Regions from separate parts of the Mus musculus genome. Here region 2 is linked to region 1. Evidence: chromatin contacts called from public Hi-C data. All regions are on one chromosome and are shown on one strand. Each heading gives the region's core, a stretch centred on a gene start, on an enhancer-like site or on the middle of the called end of the contact. The rest is flanking DNA. Distances are from core to core; before and after follow the strand shown. Region 1 holds the start of Uba5 (ubiquitin-like modifier activating enzyme 5). Region 2 overlaps Acpp (acid phosphatase, prostate).

Evidence for each region. A called contact is a pair of places that touch in the nucleus more often than the background predicts.
Region 2: a Hi-C map of adipose-derived mesenchymal stem cells shows a contact between it and region 1, with 4 times the contacts expected there. The contact joins the enhancer-like site here to the promoter of Uba5 in region 1. A contact is called at or near these places in 1 of 39 promoter capture datasets (embryonic stem cells), 15 of 484 Hi-C or Micro-C datasets (the Ba/F3 cell line, the G1E-ER4 cell line, the HL-1 cell line and 6 more), 3 of 115 datasets of contacts at active chromatin or transcription factors (embryonic stem cells and epiblast stem cells) and 3 of 9 other capture datasets (adipose tissue, embryonic stem cells and liver).

What each region holds. Positions count from the first base shown.
Region 1 is chr9:104,060,852-104,065,170 of GRCm38.p6, reverse strand. It overlaps Uba5 (ubiquitin-like modifier activating enzyme 5), which reads left to right and starts at 2,050. Exons shown (of 12, transcript NM_025692.3): 1 at 2,050-2,379. The coding sequence starts at 2,225. It overlaps Acad11 (acyl-Coenzyme A dehydrogenase family, member 11), which reads right to left and starts at 1,447. Exons shown (of 20, transcript NM_175324.4): 1 at 1,268-1,447. The coding sequence starts at 1,410.
Region 2 is chr9:104,303,793-104,307,877 of GRCm38.p6, reverse strand. It overlaps Acpp (acid phosphatase, prostate), which reads left to right. Exons shown (of 11, transcript NM_207668.2): 9 at 890-993. Among named protein-coding and RNA genes, the nearest start is that of Acpp, 32 kb to the left of the region's middle. Within about 2 kb of position 1,952, at least 39 of the 459 cell types and tissues checked have an H3K27ac peak or open chromatin away from gene starts, as enhancers often do. A contact at or near this core is called in the HL-1 cell line, adipose-derived mesenchymal stem cells and nephron progenitors, where this site is marked.

The sequences.
Region 1 (4,319 bases), core at 801-3,300:
CATATGTCCTGAAAATGAATGTGTTTTCTCTGTTGAATATGTACATCTATGTTAAATCAAGATTATATAACATTCCTGGAAAAATAGTGTTTGAAACCAAGGATTGCTACATAGCCCAGACTGGCCTCAAATTCACAATCATTTTTCCTCAGCCTCCAATCTCCAGGGATCTTTAGATTGTTGGGATTAAAGCCATGTAGCCCTAGGTTTGACTTCAGAAGTACTTTTTTTTGTATCACAACTAATTTCATGTATTGAGCATGATTTTGGTGAACATCAACTTAATTCAGAATTATTTTAAGTCTGCACAGGACCACAGTAATGTGAACATATATAACCTTTATCTGAAAGCAGGACAATAAGCTGGCCAAATTCCACAGAGTGAACTAATCACTGAAATGTGAACTTTGACCTGCTTCAGTCTGTTTACAACACAAAGTATTAAGTTTAGAAGTGTCAACTATTACTTATTCCACCTCTCCACGGATATTTCAATGCTTAAGTCCTTTCACCTAAATCACTTCATTTCTTTATCAAGACTAATGGATACAGGCAAATATTACAGGAAAGGAACTTTGATCTCTGAATTTATGTTACAGTTAAATCCCCAGATAGAAAGGCCAGGCACAGTTTACTGAAACCATATGAAATGGTTTTATACTGGAACTGTATAAAAGTAAAAAAAAAACAAAAATCAAAAACCAAACAAAAAATACCCTCTCTATTTACAAAACACCAGACTAAAACCAGATTCACTTGTCAGTGGGGAAAGGTATTCTTGGAGTCACCTCCTCCCGTTTAATTCCCTTGCTTCAAGAACTTAGGCCTTAAGTGGTGCTAAAAACAGTGAAGTGGAATGTCTAGAATCGAATTGGTATATTTTAGCTGGTATTATTAACCTAGCCCCAGGTGACTAAGGTCAATTAAACAAAATGGCACCAGCCCCTCAGAAACTGATCTTTAGATTGTAGCACAGAAGGTCACAGAAGATATCTATTAGGAATTCAAGAGTGTTCAGCCGCAACACTCTCGGTGAATTAGACACATAATTTTAGTCCTTAACAAGACTGCACTGCATAATGGATACTGCACCTCTGCTCCTGCCCTCTAATTCAGACTAGCCTGGGATTCGAGTACAAATTATCCAGGAAGCATCCTTGCAGGGAAAGAAATCCCGACCGGGCAAATGAGACACCCACCCAGGGCCAAAGGAAGCGAAGCACCAAGCACAGACATGTTCCCAGGAGGCAAAGGCTATGGTTGATACCTGTATTGAGTAACAGTCAGCACAGCCCGGGAATCTGACCCAAAGCCCGGCAAGTGCTGATTCAGGTAGGCCTCCAGGGACCTGAGGTCGAACTTGTGCTGGGGTAGCACTTCCACGGTGTCACTGGTGACATCCGTCTCCATGACCGCCACTGTTGTCACCGAGGAATCCACAGACTGTACGGAGGTTGCGCCAAGGCAGAAAGGAGACCGGCACTTGGGGGGGGGGGGGGGGGGGCGTGGTCGGGCGGGGCTTAGGAGAAGCCAATCACCGGGACTCTGGGCAGTGTTGCTGCAAAGCCATGTGGGAGGCGGAGTCTGGGACTCGGAGTCTGGTGGAGAAATAAAAGAATTGCCTGTTGTGGGACCAGACTTAGAATTTACCCTCAGCGTCAGAGCTGGAGTCCTCAGTCTTATAGAAAAACAAGGTCGCAAACGTGACTCTGGCGAATGAAGACAAACAGCTGTCACCCTAGACTAAGGACGCGCCAGCGGAAGACCTGTGCGGTCCGTGCAAGAAGAGAGTCCGCCAGAACCTTGAGCCTGCATTAAAAGACCCTGGTGTTTCTCATGGCCTCCTAGATAGGAAAGACGGAATGGCCGTCGACTTGATCTGGACACATATGATGCTGGCTCTGCTGAGACCTGGGTCTTGGTTCTAGAGAAGAAAGCTAAGTGTTTTGAGGAGTGTTTTTATTTATTATTATTATTTTTTTTTTTTTTTTACCGAGCGGAGCGATGGCGGCGGCGCACCGGAAGTGGCACGCCGGAAGCCCGGTGGGCGTGCCGGAGACGTGTCTTACTGGGAGCCTTGGAGCCGCTTCGCCGGTGTCTGGACCTGGAAGGCTGTGTCTGTTCCTCCTGCGCTTCGTGGGCCCAGCGAGGCAGCGTGGGGAGGCGGCGACGACGGCGACGGCGGCGGTCCGGCCTGGGATCGGAGGCCACCGGGAGCCCAGCCATGGCCGACTCGGTGGAGCGGCTGCGACAGCGGGTTGAGGAGCTGGAGCAGGAACTCGCCCGGGAGAGAACCCGGCGCTCTGGAGGGGACGGCCACTGCGGCCGGACCCGCATCCAGGAGATGAGCGACGAGGTGTTGGATTCCAATCCCTACAGGTGATCCATGACGGGGCGGGCAGGGCCACGCTCCGCGCGAGGGATTCAGCCGGCCTCCTGCCGCTCCTTTCCTGCTGTGGAGGTCCAGTTCCCAGATGGGCAAGGCCATGTCTTATGCTAGTCAGAAGATATTCTTCACCAAGCGAGTTGGCTCACGATTCATCGTAGCATTCGGGAGGGTGAGGTAGAGGGGGTTGTCGTGAGGTCCAGGTCAGTCTGGGCTACAGGAGTTGTAGGCCACTTTGGGCTGTGTAGTGAGACCCCTTTTTTTCTGCAAGGAAGGAAAATAACATTTTATTAAAAAAAAACAAACAATCCAAGCCATCCATCCATATGGTGGAGCTCTTCTGCCTGCTGTCCTGTACCCAGTTTCCTGTCACCATTATCTTTATTAGTCTACCTGGCTCTGCATCGGCTGATGCATAGAAAGCTCTGTCAGAGTATAATATCTCATGTAAAGTCGCCGAGGATAGAGCACCGTTTCCTAAATGCCTCTTGGTGTAACTTAGATGGAGCAGGGTGAGGGAGAGTTAGTTACTAGGGTGCTCACGAATATCCCTGAATATTGGCTTTGCCAGGGCTCCTGACCCCTCCTCTTTGCTCTCCTTAAATGGGCTTAGAAGATTGAGTGGCTTCACTTCTCAGCTTACTGAGTAGTCAGTAACTTAGAACGGTTTCTAACAGCTGCTGAACTTCTGGGTGAGATTGTTCCCTGTAAGTGGGGCCACAGGAACGCCTGTTTCCGCCATAGTTCTGAAGACTGAAGCAGTTTATGTGCAGTTCTTAGAACAGCAGTCGTGCATGGCAAACCTCGTAGACGACCACAGTCGGCAGCATGCTGTTAGACCTCCCGTTACATGTATGTTTCTTCTCACCACGGTCCTAGGGGATTGCTGATCATTTTCTCTCATCCTGGAGGTGAGAAAAGTGTAGGGAGCTATTTTAGATGGACTGCAGTATACAATAGAATCTGTGGCATTAGGTCCCTCCCCAGCAAGTCTCTAAGGCTATAAGCAGTGAGGCTAAAACCTGGGTAGTTTTAAACGTAGGTAAAGTTCCAGAAAGAGGACTCTGTGGGCTATGGGTCTAGAGACACTCTTGGGTGGTGAAGTTGGTAACGCCTGCATGTGAGTGTACGTAGACATTTCTGAGAACTGCTGGAGTTAGGTTGAGTGAGTGCAAACATGTAGGAGATTAGGCATAAGGAAGATGCAGTTGCTGCCTGAGGAGTCAAGGTTGTGAAAGAAGGGGAACTGCTAAAATACCCACCCAGCAGTGAACAGTTAGGATCTAATCAAAAGGACAATGGCTACTGAGACAGGAAGTGTTTGTGCATCTGTGATGGACATTTAAGAGTGAAGACTTCAGAAGACTGAGAAGCAAGAAGTGAAAATACTAGAATAGTGTGTGCAGCTCTAAATAGGGTCACATAGGGTTAAAGTGGAGAGGCGGGGTTAACCAGAGGGCTGCTGACAGATGTCTAACAACCACAGGTCCATGTGTGCAGTAAAGATCAAACACACAAAAACTTTAATGTGTTATATAGGTATATACCACAGTGTGCACGTGTGCACACATAAATACACACTTATACACAATAATAGAGCAGATGAGTACTGCTTCTTAGAATCCTTGGCAGACAACAGATATTCCCCAATGCAGATATCCTTCCTTTTGGGCAGAGGCCGTGAGCTTATTTCATTGTCTTTATATACTAACAAAACAAGGGAAAACAATGCCATTTCCCTTTGATCTTTACCATTTAAACCATTAGGTGTAGACCTTGACTACACGTTAAGATAAAGAAGGTATTTTAGAAGAACAATACAGTTTCACAGGTAACACGAGAATTCATGGTTTTAAACCTAGTGATTTACCTAGCAAAAGGTAGCTTTTGAGTTCAGCTAGTCATCAGATTTGCTGTGTTTCCCAGGCTGGCT
Region 2 (4,085 bases), core at 703-3,202, 240 kb before region 1:
AAGCGCTTCTGAGAGAGAGAGAGAGAGAGAGAGAGAGAGAGAGAGAGAGAGAGAGAAGTGGGCCTGAGATTAGACAATGCTGACAGCTGTGTAACATTTCTAAATGGGGTTCCAGTCCTAACCTGTGTGCATCCTACAGAGAGTGACGTATGCACTAAGTGTGTGTGTGTGTGTGTGTGTGTGTGTGTGTGTGTGTGTGTAAAACCCTTCCCCAATACTGGGATTAAACCCAGGGATTTGTGCACTGTACCAACTGAGTTATAGCCCAGGCCTCAGACAGTTCAAATATTCTTCCATCTTATAGAAATGCAAGGTACCGTTTACCTAAGATTACATAGCTCTCCCATGCCAAAAGACCAAAAACCACTCTGATGTAAACAACCATGGCATTCATCATTTACTTTTTAAACCTTACACTCGCTACTTCCCTACATCTTTAACCTCCCTCAACATCCTTGGTCTCCTATACTCTTCTTCAACTTTAAAATCAAAGATGTTGCAACTATGTGGGAAATGTAACTTAGCACATGACCTGGACTTTTTTTTTTAATGTGTTGAAAGTCAATACATCATGTAGAAGCAGGAAGGCCCTCTACAGGCATGGAACTTAAAATAAGAAGATGGGCTTCGCATTTATTCTACTTAGGAAACTAAGCAAGGTGCCTAATTTCTCTGGATAGCCATTTTCTTTTCATCTTTTAAACAAAACCAATAGATGAGTCCATCCTACTGCCCAAACGCACAAGAGAAGCTCATTCTTTCCCCTCTTCTATGTTTTCACTGGGAGTGTGGAGGAATCAGGAGCCGTCACTGTATCCTACACAGCTTGAAGTCTGTACACCTGAATCAGGGAGCAAACAGTAAAATTGCTTGTTTCCAATCTCTGCAGCACGACACTACCGTGAGTGGCCTGCAGATGGCGCTAGATGTTTATAATGGAGTTCTGCCTCCCTACGCTTCTTGCCACATGATGGAATTGTACCATGATAAGGGGTAAGTGCCTGCTTTGCTCTTATCAGTTTGGGTCTGTTTGTTTGTGTTGATGGGGTCCAACTATGTATCCTTGGCTACCCTGGAACTCATTATGCAAACCTGGCTGTCTGGAACGCATAGATTTTTTTTATTATCCTTTATATTTTTTATCCTTTTTTTTATTATTATTATTATTACTAATCCTTGGAGACTTTTATAAATGCATTCAATGTATTTTGGATGTGTTCACCTTCATCTTCTCCTGAACTCCTCCTGGATCCAACACACACACACACACACACACACACACACACTTTCCCAACATCATGTCACTTACGATGGCCATTTAATCATGGATGTGGGACTATCTGCTGGAGAGCGTCATTTTCCAGGACCACACCTCCAAAGCAAACTAACTATTCCTCTTCTATAACCCATTAACCCTCTAAGCTCTCAGCTAGGCATTTCTTTCTTGACTTGCTTGTTTAGACAGCGTTTCACTACATAGCTGGGGTCAGTCGGTCTTGAACTCAGTCTGTAACACAAGCTGGCATTGATCTTCCCTCCTCAGCCTTCAGATTGCTGGAGTTACAGACTTGTGCTGCTATCCCAGCCTGCTATTATTGAGTCTTGCTGGCTTAAGGCCATTGTGTCAGTCTCTACTTGGTTTGGCTTTATACTCAGAGGGCAGGGATAGTGATAACAATACCTTTGACTCTTTCAATTCTGTGAGCCTTTTATTGGGAAATAATGTACACACAGAAGATAGATTGAGAGAAACATACAAAGTGAAAGAAATTAATTTTTTTTAAATGAAGGCAATATAATGAGTAGGCAGACATTACATTTTTTTTTCCTTGCGGGAAGAAACTGTCTGGTACAAGACACCAAGAGGGAAAGAAAGATGCTTGATGGGTATGTAAAATATCTTTCAATTAAACAGTGCAAACCGCAGTTCCTGTGACTCATATCTGTCAGCTGATGGTCATAAAGTCCTACTGCTAAGCAGTATTAACCCACTGGTGGCTTAGTATGACCCTCCACCAATGACTAGCTTGGCCTCTGAGAGAAGAAAGAGCAAAGAAAAGTCAGGTTAGAGATGTCAGATGTCCTAGTTTACTGGGACTTCGGCCATTTTGAACATTCTATGAATACCTTGGAAGACACACAACGGCTGCATCAGCCCCTCAGGAGCAGCGCCAGCAGGACGGTTTCACATTGTTTATATCATACATTTTGCTATCACAAGACTTGGCTAGATAGGAACTTACTACCATTTCAACCTAGGCCAAAGGCAGAGAGCACCTCCCCTGGAGGCATAGCTGCAACTGGTGCTAGCAAGGCAAGACTAACTGATGAAACTCTCATTTTCACATGAGCTGTGTGCTCTGATTGGCCCAGATCCATGCCTTCATTTACATATGAGGTGCACTGTGATTGGTCCACATACCTCTCCTCTCACAGGTTTGCAGGCTGTTCAGAATCTCTTAGCAGGGAGACTCTTTCCTGGAAGGAAATATTAAGACACCACCCAGACTTCATCCTCAGCCAATTTCTTAACTATTTACAAAGAAAGTGGGTCCATCATGGTCAGGAGGAGGTAGACATTCTTTCCTGAACCTCTGACTGGGTGCCAGGCATGAAAAAGTAAAGTGCCACCTTAGCTTCTCTTGCTCTCAAACACCTCACATGAAGGGAGAGAAAACCCCCACCGTGGAAACTAGTGAATAGATCAGTAAACGCTTGGAAACAAACGCTCTCCCGTTCACAGCCGAGTCTGAAGGCCCCTCTGAGCATGGAGTTGAGAAATCTAGCTAAAACCCTAGCGTCAGCTCTAGGCGTAGGCTGTCTCTTCAGATCTAAAGCAAGAGGCATTGTCAGCTCTCCTCAGCTCTCTCTCCTCTCTGGGGTCTGCACCACAGTCCTGAGCTTACTGGGGTGTGAAGTCCTCGGCTGGCATATTGGGGTGTGCAGTTCTAAACTTGATTTATTGGGGGTGCAGTCCTGAACTTGCTTATCGGGGTGTGAAGTCATAAATTGTTGGGGCACTAACTACAGTATGTTCTCACCGGCTCACTTTCTCTAAAGGCCTCAATCAAGTCCCTAATATTAACTTTTTCACCAAAAAAAAAAAAAAAAAACACACACATACACAAACTTTAACAAAAAGTCACACACAAACCCACAGGTTAATCTAGGATAACTTTCTCTACTCCAGGAACGAATCAAAGGTTAAAAGTGATTGCTTGCTTTTAAGTTAGAACAAGGGAGTGGGGGCGGTTTCCAAAGTTAACATAGGCTTTAGCTGTTTATTACCTGGTCCTGGCTCCAAGGTCACCCTAGACTTTCTACTGAAAGAAGAAAAGATAACAACACAAAGGAAGGCTGTTTTCAGTTCCTGGCCGTTCTTAATCCGAGAGCTGTTGAAACTGTAGGTGGCATGGCTACCCTGCACTTAAAGGAGTTGTTCTAGAAACAGGATCTTGCAATGTAACCCAAGCAGGACTGCAGCTTGCAAGTCCTCTTTTGGGTCCCTGTGGTGGAGTTACAGGCCTCAGTGCCACACCTGATCTACTTCAAGGGTTTTTCTCTCTGATTTGGCATATAAGTTTAAAGCTGGAGATAATATATAGTGATTCCCTGTGCTAAAATGCCATATTTTTCCATTTTTTAAAGATTTATTTATTTTATGTATATAAGTACACTGTAGCTGTCTTCAGACACACCAGAAGAGAGCATCAGATCCCATTACAGATGGTTGGGAGCCACCGTGTTGTTGCTGGGAATTGAACTCAGGACCTCTGGAAGAGCAGTCAGTGCTCTTGAACACTGAGCCATCTCTCCAGTCCCCCATTTTCGCATTATGTGCCACAATTTTATCCTTTGTGTGCCTTTAGTAGGCATCTTCACCATGAGATCCTATGTAGATACTACTCTACATTGATTGATTAATTAATTAATTAGATATGTTAATTCACAAAATTAGCTTTCCCTTCTGCATCAGTGAAGATCAGGCTCTTAGAGGCTTCACACAATGGAAATTAAGCCTTGTGTATCTAAGCCTCCAGCACTGGTCACTCGGTCAAGGCTGGTGTTTTGCATTGCGATAGCAT